Linked DNA regions of Canis lupus: region 2 is linked to region 1. The links are chromatin contacts, called in public Hi-C maps. All regions are on one chromosome and are shown on one strand. Each heading gives the region's core, a stretch centred on a gene start, on an enhancer-like site or on the middle of the called end of the contact. The rest is flanking DNA. Distances are from core to core; before and after follow the strand shown.

Region 1 (7,000 bases), core at 2,503-5,002:
ACTCTCAGATCATGTAAATGTTTTACCTATTCAAAAACTCATATTAAATCTTAAAGGTTAAGTAAGGGTAATATAAGTAAAATATAGATATACCAGATACAATTCTATCCACTTTTCTTATCAAAGAACCAGAGAGATAATTTTCTTTTGTTAGATAATTTTCTTCTTCTCTCCCTCTGCCCCTCTGTCTCTTTCTCCCTTCCTTTCTCCCTTTTCCCCTTCTTTTCTCTCAGGCCCTTAGAATGATCTCCACTCATTTGGTACCCTGTTCCTTGCTAGGAAAAAATGCCCTCCTTTATTTAGTATCCCTGAAATCTGTCTTCTTTTTGACAATGCCATTTCCCCAGCAATCCTTTGGCTATATTCTGATCTTTCGGGGCTAGAAGCATGAGGTTGGAATTTGTCTGATATGCTTTGTAGTTTTCAGACTACTGTTTTTAATTTTTCTCCAAAAATCTTTTCTTTAAATCATGGGAAAGAAGGGACAGTGATGTAGAAGAGCTCTTTCAAATACAAACAAGAAGTATAAAACAATTTGGCAAGTTCTAACATAGGATCCAGATAGATTACAGGAGTCCAAACACAGAGCCACCTTTATACAGGAAAAAATAGAGCCATCAACAAATGGCGTTGAGGAAAACTTGATAGCCACTGGGAATATGGAAGGCACAGAGATTTTTCTAAAAAGATTGAATGAAGGGCTCAGTCGGTTAGGCATCTGCCTTCTGCTTAAGTCATGTTATCAGGGTCCTGGGATGGAGGTCTGTGTGGATGGAGGTCTGTGTCCAGCTCCCTGCTCACCAGGGAGTCTGCTTCTCCCTCTGCCCTTTCCCCTCCCACGCCACCCCCTGCTTGTCTGTACATGCTCTTTCTCTCTCTCAAATCTTTAAAAAAAAAAGGGTGAATGAATTTGAATACATAAAACATACAATCTTTTGCTATGCATGAAGTTCATTAAGAAAGACAAATGAGAGGTGCCTGAGTGGTGTAGTTGGTTAAGTGTCTGCTTCTTGGTTTCAGCTCAGGTCATGATCTCAGGGTCCTGGGATGGAGCCCCGCTCGGACTCTGTGCTCAATGTGGAGTCTGCTTGAGGATTCTCTCTCTCTAAAATAAGTCAATAAATCTTAAAAAAAAAAAAAAGACAAATAGGAAAATATTTGCAAGACATTTGGAAAAGGGGAGTACCTTGGTGGCTCAGTGTATTAAGTGTCTGCCTTCAGTGCAGGTCATGATCCTGGGGTCCTGGGATTGAGCCCTGCATCGAGCCCTGGATTGGGATCCCTGCTCAGCAGGGAACTTGCCTCTCCCTTTCCCTCTGCCACTCCCCCTGCTTATGCTCTCTCTCTCAAATAAATAAATAAAATATTAAAAAAAAAAAGCAAAGTGCAGAACAGAATCTAGCATGATTCTGTTTATGGAAAGCAAACAGGATATGCATTTTATGCTTAGTTTGCCTATAACATTTCTGGAAAAGTTCCTGAAACCTGCTTCATGGCCTCTCCCAACCTCTGATTCCTCAGCTTCTCCTTGTTCTTGTTGGTTTCCAGCCCTCATCTCTGCTCGGCTTGGACTCCTAGTCACTCAATACAAACTCCTCCCACTAGAGTCTTCATTCCTTCTGCCTTGGCATTCTCTTATATGTCAAATCCTGACATTAGGTTAATCCACCTGTTTGCCTTAAGCAGATTTGCCCCAGATTGTACAAACAATTGTGTGGATTGAGTCTATCATTTATTTTTTTTAAAAAAGATTTATTTATTAGAGAGAGAGAGTACAGCAGGGGTAGGGGCAAAGGGAGAGGAAGAAGCAGACTCCCCGCTGAGCCTGATGTGGGGCTCCATCCCAGGTCCTGAGATAATGATCTGAGCCAAAGGCAGATGCTTAACTGATTGAGCCACCCAGGCAACCCAGTTGTTTTGTTTTCAATCTCACTTGGGTGTTCAGTGTTGCTTTCTAATCTTTCCATTCAACCTTAAGATTTTTTTCTTACATCATTCTTCACAATAGATATTTTGGTTTGTACTCCATTATTTGAGCCCATCATTGCCCCATGTGTTCTCAGTAGGTAACATCACTGGAGAAAGAGGCCAAGATTGAACTCCTTATACACCTCTGTATATAAATAAAAAAAATAATTTTATTTTATTTATTTATTTTTAAGATTTTATTTATTCATGAGAGACACACAAAGAGAGAGAGGCAGAGACACAGGCAGAGGGAAGAAGCAGGCTCCATGGAGGGAGCCTGACGTGAGACTCGATCCCAGGTGTCCAGGATCAGGCCCTGGGCTGAAGGCAGTGCTAAACCACTGAGGTATCCGGGCTGCCCTGTAGAATCATTTTAAAACCATTGACTTCAGCAAACTACAGCCCTTGTGTCAAATCCTGTGCTAGCTGTGAGCTAAATAGGGTTTTAATCCTGTAAAAATGATGGTAAAAATGAAGAATATGTGAAAATATGTCCAGCAAAACCTGGGATAGTTACTTTCTGGCCTTTCATAGAAAAAGTTTGCTGAGCCCCAACCTTTGATCATGCATCTGTGATTCTTTTCTTCCCAATTCAGAGGAGCACCTTACCCTCCCCAAAGCTTAACTGACTGAGCCACCAGGAACCCTTGAAGAAAGTTTTTTTTGATAGCACTATGAATAGCTCAGTTTTCCCAGACAAACTGAACCAATCAGGCATTTTCATTTGGCCTTGGATGACAAGGTTGTTTCATACCCCTCAGGTGTGAGTGTATGTTAATGGACTGAGGCTATCTGACACTATTTCCAAGGTGGATTGATCACGTAATTTGTAACATAAAAGAATCTAAGATCCTGTGAGCCCAGCTGGACTTGGTTCTGGATGCAGTATAAGGTATGGACAGGGCATTGTCTCTTTCCAGATGACCAATCAGTTGTCTGCTTTTTAAATGTCCATTCTTATTGATATGGCCTTTGACATTTACTAAATTATTCCATCTTCTCTCTCATTCTCCAGATCCAATCAATCCTCAAACCTTGTTATCCCATAAGTTTCCTATCGCTCCTTGCAATCTCCGGTCTCACCGACCGCCCCAGGTCTGTCTCATCCTCTCTCTCCTGGACTGCCTTTCTTAAGGCTCGTTTACCGACAGTCGTCTCATGTCTCCACCCCTCTCCCTCCTTGCTCAGTCTTTCTCAAAGAGTTCTCAGCAGCTTCCTTCCAAAATTTGTCCCTTCTCGCTTTTAAACCTTTCCAGGCTTCCCACTGCCTTTAGATTATCATCCGAAATGCCTTGTTTAATCGTCTGCTCCAGTGGCCAGGGTGGTGTCGCAACGCCGTCAATCCCTCCACATTTGCTGGGGACACTCACCTCACTTTTTGGTCCATCCTTCAAATCTAAGCTGAGGAGCCAGCCTTTCCTGACTCCCTTCTCCAACTACTCGGGTGGAGGTCCCTCATATGCGAGCCTACAGTATTCGGTGCTTCCCTCCGTCACTCTCGGCTCTGGCGCCTCACACAACGTACAAGAAGCGCGGAGTAAGCACGTGTACACCCATTGGACTCTAAAGTTCCTGGAGGGAGGCTTCGTGTCTGGTAGTATGTCTGCAGCATCCTTCTCACGGTGGGAAAGCAGATGCAAAGGCACTGAGGTGCCCAAGGGCCTGACGACCGCGAGACTCCCCAGGAACCGGGGCTGCGGACTCGCGGCTGAGCTCCGGGACGGCGCCAGTAGCCCAGTGATCATAGAGACGCACCGGCCTCCGAGAGTCCTAGAGAGGAAGCGGAAGGGGCTCTTTCCTCCCGCACCTGTCTGACAGCGTCCGTGGCCCACTTCCGGTCCGGTGAGGGCTTGGGCCGGGCTGGCGAGGCTGAGGGACCGCGGTGAGAGGCGGGTTGGGGGGGCGACTTGGGCGGTGGGGCAGAGGCGGACGGGGCGGCTCGGCCGGGCTTCGGGGCAGCTGCGGGCCGCGGTGGCGGTGGCGGTGGCGGCGGCGGGGCTGACGCAGGGGGCGGCGCGTCTCCCCGGAGCTGCCTCTCGCGGCTCGGAGGCCTGGCGGGGCGGGACGCGGGGGCTCAGGTGGGGGCGAGGTTGGTCTGGTCTGGCCCGGATTACCTCAGCGCCGCGGGTGGCCACGAACTCGGGTCCCGGAGCCAACCGCGGATCTCTCAGAAAATTGAAAGTAGTCATTTTAGAGCGAGACGTGGGATGCTTACGTAAAGAATGGCTTCTCTCTCTCTCTCTCTCTTTTAAAGATTTTATTTATTTATTATAAGAAACAGAGAGAGAGGCAGAGACACAGGCAGAGGGAGAAGCAGGCTCCATGCAGGGAGCCCGACGTGGGACTCGATCCTGGGTCTCCAGGATCACGCCCTGGACTGAAGGCGGCGCTAAACCGCGGAGCCACCTGGGCTGCCCTGGCTTCTCTTTAAGCCTTCTCTTCGCGAAGTGCCAGGGAAGAAAGATGAATGAGGAGGACCTTTCTCGCCCTCAGGGAATCTGGTAGTCGGAGACACATTGGTAAACATTTGCGCTGTGATGCGATAAATTCAACAGGGGAGTGAATAAATACAGTAGCTGAAAAGTCAGGAAAGAGAAAGCTCAATTGATGCAGTAGAGAAAACGAGTTGACTGAAAATATAAAATAGGTTTAAGAAGGATGTAGAAGAACACAAACACCTGAGAGAATATTAAGTAGAAGCTTTTAAAGTACCTCCTGCCAGTTGCTTTAACTCTGTGGTGTTAAGAGTGAACTTTCCCTCCTCTAAAAACCGGGCCTCTTCCCCACTTTGGACTCCTAGGTCTGTCTTCCCAGCTTGGGTACCCCCCCCCCCCCACTCCAACTTGAGCCCATCATGAAATTAAATAGTACTCATCCTCCAGTCTAGTATAAGCCTCTTCTTTTTCATGAGTACTCGAACCGACATTAACCTTTCTCTCATTTTGGCTTCCCCCGGGTGGCTTTTCTGTGCCCTATCCTTTGGGAGGTGAACCTTGGCCAGCCATCTAACCTCTGATATCTTCAGTTTCTTCATTTGAAAAGTAGGAGGAGGGACGCCTGGGTGGCTCAGCGGTTGAACATCTGCCTTTCACTCAGGGCATGATCCCAGAGTCTGGGGATCGAGTCCCACATCTGGCTTCCTGCATAGATCCTGCTTCTCCCTCTGCCTATGTCTCTGCCTCTTTGTCTCTCATGAATAAATACAGAAAATCTTAAAAAAAAAAAAAAAAAAAAAAAAAACAGAAAAGTAGGAGGAGTAATATTCCCTATACAGAATGGTTATTAAGTCTTAAGCGAGAGTGTGTTCACAGGTTTTCTAACTGGTAAAACCTATACAAGTTAAAAATCTTTAAAAATTAAAAAAATTTTTTTTTTGAGACAGCAAGAGAGTGTGCACAGGAAGGGAAGGGGCAGAGGGAGAGAGAATCCTGAGGCAGACTCCCTGCTGAGTGCGGAACAGGGTGCAGAGTTCAATCCCAGGACCCTGAGGTCATGACTTGAGGTGAAATCAAGAGTTGGTGCTTAACTGATGGAGCCACCCACCTCCCCCACAAGTTAAAAATCTTTTGATCAATTATAATGATTATTTGTTACTCTATTGTTTCCTCTAAGCTGAGCACACGGTCACATCCAAGCCACTGGCAAGTCTGTTGGTTTTATCTCCAAAATTTATCTTGACTCTGCATCTTTGCCACCATCCTGAGCCTCTCCTGCTTGGACCACTGTAAGTGCTGCTTCCCTTCTTGCCCCTGTGACCTATTCTCTTTGGACACATAACAGGCAAAATGACCTTTGTAAAACATAACTCCCCACTAAATAAGATTAAGCCATAATTTTAGTGTGTCCCAGTTCCTGGATAATCTGGTGCTGCCTGCCTCTGCCACCTATTGTGCAGCTGTGTCCCTCATTTAACTCTGTAAAAGCCATACTGTACTTTGGCTTGTTCTCAGATATACACAGTAATTTCTGGCCTCAATCCTTGTGTCTGGAAAAAAATCTTGAATGACTGACTCATTTTCATCCTTTCGGTCTCAGACTACATGTCATCTTTTTAGAAAATCCTTCTTCAAGTTCATCCTCCATTAACAGAGCACCCTGCATATTTCCTTTCTAGAATTTAACTCTATTTATAATTTTAATTAATTAATTATTTCTGTCTACTGCACTAGTATATGAGTTTCAAAGTGCAAGTGCCTTGTTTGTCTTGTTCTGTATTATATTTCTAGTTTTTGCAGGTCTGACATATGTGTACTTAAAGTGTATTACACTTTTGGAAGAGTAGGCCCAGGTGACTGATCTAATTATAATGTGTTTTATATTCTCTGATTTTAGTTTTATCTTCCTAATGAGATCCTGTGTGTTTGTGGGTATAAAGTAAACCCATAATTTTTCTGCACATACTAGGTGGTTAGCATATACTTACTAAAGTGAATCGACATGATTTGCAGAATATATGTTGAGTCTTTTGAAAGTAACTGTCATGTCCTCCAGCAGAATATCCATTGATGTAGACACAACTGTGATGGATTGACTTTCCCTTTGACTCATTTATGCTGTCTTTATTGTTTGGTCTTCTCAACAGACCCTCAGTCTTCTGGGAGGGGTGTGAAGATGCTTAAGGAGCGTCCAGGGATGGCAGAAGACCCTCAGCAGCAGATGGGTGTTCCTGTGGTAAAGCTGGAGAAAGAGTTGCCATGGGGCAGGGGAAGGGAGGACCCTAGTCCTGAAACTTTTCGACTGAGGTTTCGACAGTTCCGCTACCAGGAGGCGGCTGGTCCCCAGGAAGCCCTCAGGGAACTCCAGGAACTCTGTCGCCAGTGGCTGAGGCCTGAGCTGCACACCAAGGAGCAGATCTTGGAGCTGCTGGTGCTGGAGCAGTTCCTAACCATCCTGCCACGGGAGTTCTATGCCTGGATTCGGGAGCACGGCCTGGAGAGTGGCAAGGCTCTTGTGGCCATGGTGGAGGACTTCACAGAGAGAACATTGGAGGCCAAGGCGGTGGGTGAGAAGGGGGCATCTGGGTCTTGTTTCA
Region 2 (7,000 bases), core at 2,123-4,622, 160 kb before region 1:
TTTAAGTATATATTATGCTAAAGAACAGAAGTATTCTCTTATATAACCACTGTAAAATGACCAAATCTTGCAAATTTAACATTAATACATAAGAATATCTAATATATACAACATATTTAGATTTTACAAATTGTCCCAGTAATGTATTTTATAAATTTTTTTCTAATTCAGCTTCCAATCTAAGATTATGCATCACAATTAATTTTCATGTGTTTTTAGTTTCCTTTGACATGGTACATTTCTCAGCCTGCCTTTGTGTTTCATGATATTGATTGTTTTTGTTTAATATTTTATTTATTTATTTGAAAGAGAGAATGAGCAGGAGCTGGGGGAGAATCCTGATGCAGCTGATCCCATGACCCTGAGATCATGATCTGAGCCAAAATCTAGAGTCAGATACCTAACTGACTGAGCCACTCCGGTGCCCCTGGTTCCTCTGAGAATTTGAAGGGAGCTCTGCACCTGGAGCAATCTGAGCTCAAGAAAGCTCAAACACTCTCATATCAAGTGCCCTGGTTTAGGATTTATTTATTTTAATTTAATTTATTTTATTATTATTATTATTTTTGGTTTAGGATTTCTGGCTCCTGTAGGAGCCACTAGTGGGTTTATTGGAGCTAATTTTGAATTTCAAGGATGGAGGCAAACAAACTCTTTTCCAGAAAAGCATAGTGTTTGAGTGTAAAAGAAATTCCTGGGGAAAGAGACAAATGTAGCCTAATAACCCCAGCTGGAAAGGAAGAAGAAAGGCATCCCTGAGGGCTCGGAACATTCTTTCCTGTGCTCTGGGCCCTTGTTGCCTCTAAGTTTGTTTTTCAGATGCTTACTTCATTTATTCCGTTTGCATAGTACAGTCTTAGTCAAGTCAGTTGGGATCTGAAGATTCAAAATTATATCTTTTTCTTGAGCAGCAAGTGGAATAATAATGATCTTAAATAATGGATCCAAGTCTCTTGTTGTTTCTATGTAGGTTCCCTGTCCAGCATAGATCCCAATGCAGGGATTGAACTCATGACCCTGAGATCAAGACCCCAGCTGAGACCAAGAGTTGGATGCTTAACCAACTGGGCTACCCAGGCATCCTTGATTTAGATTGCTTGACAATGCCCACCACCAGCCCTGAAATCCAGGCTTTAACACAAAGGAGCACCAAACCACAGAACAAGAAGAGGTATTTGAGATGACTTATTTCAGAATTTTTCATTTTACAGCTCACAAAATAGTAGTAAACAACTTGAAGCGTTCCACCCATTCTAAGGTGCCATGAAGTTAAATGATGCAGCATTATTTTCTGTGTTAACCAATAAAGAAACACTGCCGAAGTTATAATACTTTTTATTTTTTTTTAATTTATTTATGATAGTCACAGAGAGAGAGAGAGAGAGAGAGAGAGAGAGAGAGGCAGAGACACAGGCAGAGGGAGAAGCAGGCTCCATGCAGGGAGCCCGACGTGGGACCAGATCGCGGGTCTCCAGGATCACACCCCAGGCTAGAGGCGGCCAAACCACTGCACCACCGGGGCTGCCCTCACTTTACTTATTTCATATTACTAATAGGTTCCTTTTTGACTTACTTAGATATAATTTTTTTTCTTTTTTTTTTTTTTTTGGACCCGGCACGGCCAGCGCGCGCGCGGGGGCGGGGAGGGGGAGCTTAGATATAATTTTAATCATGTATTCTTAAGTGATATAATGACTTTTGTACTCAGATAAAAAGGAAAGTAAAATGATGACAGCATTGCTAAGTTCTTCACCTTCAGAATCCCATTCTTCTGAATCATTTTTCCACTCAATGTTGTTTGCACCCATGATTTTTCATCTGGTATTATTTTTCTTGCCACCAATAGTATTGGTAATTTGGCAACTCTTAAGTATGCTCCATTATTGTCTCTGGGATTTTCTTCTGATACCCATTCTGGCGTGCCTGTGTACTGCCACAGGTGTGATGACTATGCACTAGAGGCACCTGGCCAACAAAAATTTTAAGGTACTTCTGGATATCAGAGAAATAAAAATGTAAAAAACCTAATTCTAACAAATTAGAATCAGGGAAAACAGTAAAGTCTGCCTTTCATAATATTGTGACCATTCCTGGATTATTTCTGAGTAGCTGGTAAATCGTGTGTTCCCTGCCTGATTTTCAGATTCAAGCTGAGAAGTGCTTTCACTCATTTGTAAGTCTTTATGAACAATAGTAGTATTGTATGTTATCTGACCAGCACATGACAGAAAGATGTGTTTAGTCACCCTTATTAGAATTTCACAGTTAAAAAAAATAAAAAAAATTTAAAAATTAAAAAAAGAATTTCAGTTTAGCTGGTCTTTATATTTTACTTTATTATTTTAATTTACCAAATTTAAAAAGTAGGTTCCAGGGGATCCCAGGGTGGCGCAGCGGTTTAGCGCCTGCCTTTGGCCCAGGGCGCGATCCTGGAGAGCCAGGATCGAATCCCACGTCAGGCTCCCGGTGCATGGAGCCTGCTTCTCCCTCTGCCTGTGTCTCTGCCTCTCTCTCTCTCACTGTGTGCCTATCATAAAAAAAAAAAAAAAGTAGGTTCCATATTCAGGCTAGAGCCCAATGCTGAGCTTGAACTCAGGACTCTGAGTTCAAGACCTGAACTGAGATCCAGATGTTCAACTGAGCCACCCAGATGCCCCGATGCAGGGTTTTATAAACTGTGCTAAGGAGTTTATGTCTATTTCAGGGTATAGGGAAGTTACTGAAGGGTTCTGAGGAGAGTGACATCAACAGACTTAATTTTTAAATAGCATGTATTGAGAAGCAAGATTAGATGTGGAGAGACTATTCAGGTGACTTTGGTAATGTGGACTGGAATGACAATTGGTTTCTCCTCGATTTTTAAGAATAGAACTGGAGCTATAGACCAGGTGTTTCCACGCAGAGCAGAAGAGTATCTTTCATCCTCATCCAGTTGTTCTTTGGCTCAAGGGGAGCAGCGGACCTTCCAGGACCAATGTTCATAAACTCCGGGTGTGCACAATTTGCTGTTTCAAAGCCAATTTCTGTCCTCGCCTCTTTCTCACGTCTAACTTTTCCTCCTGAACTCATTCCTATATGTTTTTTCTTTTGTATCTCATCAATTAGGACAATAGCTTCTCAACCCTGCCTATAGTGTGTGTGTGTTTTTTTTTTTTTTTTTTTTCTGCCTATGGTTTTATCAGCCAGAATGCTTTCAATAAAATCACCAGTACTCGGTTTACAGATTTGGGGCTTTATTGTAGGATTGAGCAACACTAAGACTGTGTAACAGACTCACACACCACCACCAATTAATCAGACACTGATAATATTTGGACCTTTTAATTTTGTTAAAAGCTTTTTTGGGAGGCAGAGCCTGAGCAGGGGGAGGGACTGAGAGAGAGGGGGAAGCGGACTCCTGCTGAGCAGGAACCCGATGGGGGTGCTCAGTAGCAGGACCCTGAGATCCTGACCTGAGCTGACGTCAGACGCTTAACCCGCTCCAGAAGCTTATAAACGACAGTTTCTCATTTTATTCAGAAAGGAGACCTATCAGATGGGATATTATCTCCATCTAAAGGATGATACAGAAGCCCTGCACTTTTCTCCCCTGGCTCGGGAGACGCCACCCAGGACGGCACCGATGTCCTCGAGCCCTCTGGGAAGTGAAGTCCTTCCGCCGGGACCCCCGACCCGGCGCGGTCGCCTCCAAGTGCGCAGATGCGACTCCAGACGGAGCCTCGGGCTCGAGCCTTTTGTTTCCCCGCAGCTCCGCGGGCCCGGAAAGGGACTCCGTCCGCCCCTCCCGTCTCTCCCAGAGCGCAGCCCCGCGGGGACCTGCCCTGTGGCCGGAGCGGAGTCCGCACTGTGTCCAGAAAGAGGTAAGCGTAAGCTGGGCCCTAGGCGCGGGTCTCCACGCCCCGCCGATCCGTGGGTGCCGCTCCACTGCCTCCCGCAGCAACCCGGGCCACGCTCTCAGGTTCCGGCCCCGGCGGGAAGAGGGCTGGGCCCTGTCTGCGCGACCCGGGCCTACTCTCCAGAGCTCTACGAACTGCTCCCTCTTCTCTCTCGCTGGGAGGCGAGCTGGGTTTGTGGGTTCAGCGCTGAGACACTAGGCATCCCGGAAGTACGCTTGCCGCTAAGCCCGCTGGGAGATGGAGTCCGGGAACTTGAAGGAGGCGTGGCCGACCGGGGGATTCTGGGAGCGGGAGTGCGGAGTGCGGGGTGCGGGGAGCTAGAGAACCTTTCGTGGGTTTTGGCCTTCAACCTGCCCGTCTACTAAGTCCCTTAATGTTCTTAACTTCTGGGACACACAAAAAAAATGTGGTCCGTGTCTTACTCATTGCCCTTCTGTGCTTTGCTTTATCAGAGTTTTGGGGCCTGCCTGTATTTGGGGCCAATACAAAGGGTTGAGTACACACACACACACACACTCACTCACTTTCTCTCTCTCTCTTTTTGGGGCCAATGCATAGGGTTGACCGCACACGCGCGCCTGGAATGCGAAGATTTGGTCAGAGCCAGGGAAAAGCTTTGTTCCCGGGCAGTTTGCAAACCTGGGAGATGCAACCTTCGACTGCAAACCTATAGTACACTCTAAAGAGGAAAGATTAGGTTCAGAGTTAAATAGGCACTAACCACAAATTCCATGCCCTTTACAAGGACTAGTCGGGCTCAAGTCCCAAACCACGAATATCAGGTGCTCAGGTACAGAGTGACAAAACGGTTTCAGGATGTGGCAGCCATTCAACAGTTTGTGCTGCAGGCGTCTTTTTTTTTTTTTTTTTTTTGCAAATTTTGTTGGACTTTGTGCCAGCTTGTCACCTGAGGCTGTACTGACTGGTTTTGTGCCTCGTGGTCAGTCAGCCTGATTAAAAGTTTACTTTTTCTCCCTTGACAGAAGGGAACCCATCTTGTCTGTCAGTTGTTACTAATTACTGAAGTCTTTTGTTCTCGCTCTGACCATGGAAGAGAATCCTGGGTGTGTACATTTTCAGGGTCTTTAAAAAAGAGCAGGTGGGGAATCAGCTGCTGTATAAGGGCCCCATCTACCAGCTGCCTGTCTTCATGAATCATAAGGATGAACCAATTGTCGGAGCCCTGCTTGTAGTTACTGCTACCATAATCATAGACCACCTTATGGTCAGCTATGTGCTTTAGGGTCTTGGGAATTTCTGCACAGGCTGGAACTAGGTGTGAGGCTCACAGTTCACTGCCCTGCTTCTTTTCTGGTTTTGTCCTGGTATGGCATGTAGTGACTGATCTCAGTACTCTAGAGAATGGTCTTCAGCTGTGGGGACTAATTTAGCCTAAATATTAAGGTTTCAAGCAAAGAGGAATTACTTCTGAGGCCCTAGGACTTAAATGCATAGGAGTAAGCCTCCTAGGAGGAGAGAGAGAGAGATGCTCCAGGGAGTAGGAACCATTTCCAGAGGATGGCGAGCCTAACCTCAAAAATCTCTCTCCAGAGCTTCAGAGTAGAGTTGAATGGTTTACACAAAGAAGCAGATTATGTATTGCTGAAAAACCCGTGTTTATCTCTCATCTGAAACCGTGACTAAAGAGGAAGTCATAGCAGTAACAGGACAAAAAAGAGAAGCTCATCATGGATTATCTGACCATTGAAGCTGAGGAAGAAGGTAAGCATTATAGAAATAGCTGCAGCCTGCCTTCAGCCCAGGGCCTGATCCTGGAGACTCGGGATCGAGTCCCATGTCAGGCTCCCTGCATAGAGCCTGCTTCTCCCTCTGCCTGTGTCTCTGCCTCTCTCTCTCTCTCTGTGTCTCTCATGAATAAAAGAAAAAGAAAAAGAAAAAGAAATAGCTGAAGAAGAGAGACTATTTCATCTTGCTTGCTTTTGTGATAAAAGATAGGTGATGCTTTTCTACTCCTTGTTAGATGATTCCAAAAGGTTGATGTATTGTGGGTCTACAATTTAGTTTTTTGGGCAGTGTGTTTTCACTTTATCATCTTTATCCTCATCCTACCTTTCTGAGTTAGGTTGAGTGGGGCTTGTGTATATAATTTAGCTGGTTTATGATAGCTTTTGTCTATTGAATAGAGTTTACTTCCTTTGTGGCTTTTTATCCCCCTAGTCCTTCCAGCCATTACTACAGAGGATGCTTCTCTGCCCCAAAAAGCGAACACAGAAGAAATGGAACCTACTGTTGGACTCCTTCCTGTGGAGTTCCAGGCAAGTTTGAGTTCCCTCCTCTGAAATCTTAGCTAGGTCTTCATGGTGTGTTGTTTCCTTTTTTCATTTTCTTTAGAGATCCACAGCAATCCCAACTAGAGAACTGAACCAAGGTAATATTTCCTTGAAGACTTGGAAGTCTGGGGAGAGCTCCAGCTTGAGCATTGAATTTGGGAGTAATCTGTGTGAGTGGCATTATAAACTGTGAAACTGTGATCACTGAGGGAATAGAGAAGAGTTGAAATTTTATTACTGAGCCCTATAGCTCTTCAAATCTTAGTGGTCAGGGAGATGAAGAGGAACCAGCAAAACAGACTGATAAGATGTGGCCAGTGGGGTAGGGAGAAGTTGAAAGTATGGCATCCTGATAACCAATGGGAGAGTTTCAAGAAGCAGGGAGCGATTAGGTGTGTTAAATGCTGCTGCTAAGTCAAGTGTGATGAGGCCTGAGAATTGATTGTTGTATTTAAAAATATGAAGATCATTGGTGACTTCCAAGAACAATTTCATGGAACGGCAGGAATGAAAGTCTGACTAGAAAGGATTCAGGAGAGAATAGGAGAGAAATTGGAGGCAGGGACTACCAACAAGTATTTTGGAGAGTTCTACTTTAAAGGAGAGGACCGAAGAGGGTTTTTTTTTTTTTTTTTGTGTGTGTGTGTGTGTGTGTGTGTGTGTTTTTTAGGATTTTTAAAAAGAATATGGGCACAATAACATTGCTTATAGGTATGTGAGAATGGATGGAGAGAGATGTCTAATGACTGAGCTATGGGGAACTCTAACATTTAGAGCCACTTTTCAAATGTTACTTCATTTATTTTAAACAAA

The links. Hi-C and Micro-C count contacts between places; a contact is called where the count stands out from the background.
Region 2: a contact with region 1 is called in a Hi-C map of blood, with 2.7 times the contacts expected there. The contact joins the promoter of LOC102153308 here to the promoter of ZSCAN25 in region 1. A contact is called at or near these places in 2 of 9 Hi-C or Micro-C datasets (both in blood).

The regions. Positions count from the first base shown.
Region 1 is chr6:10,021,514-10,028,513 of UU_Cfam_GSD_1.0, reverse strand. ZSCAN25 (zinc finger and SCAN domain-containing protein 25) reads left to right here and starts at 3,752. Exons shown (of 8, transcript XM_038539400.1): 1 at 3,752-3,850; 2 at 5,581-5,692; 3 at 6,551-6,639; 4 at 6,733-6,966. The coding sequence starts at 6,580.
Region 2 is chr6:10,183,569-10,190,568 of UU_Cfam_GSD_1.0, reverse strand. It overlaps LOC102153308 (zinc finger protein OZF), which reads left to right and starts at 3,372. Exons shown (of 5, transcript XM_038539409.1): 1 at 3,372-3,860; 2 at 5,448-5,618; 3 at 6,075-6,172. The coding sequence starts at 5,585. It overlaps LOC111096212 (a long non-coding RNA gene), which reads left to right. Exons shown (of 3, transcript XR_005360575.1): 2 at 971-1,171; 3 at 2,865-3,200.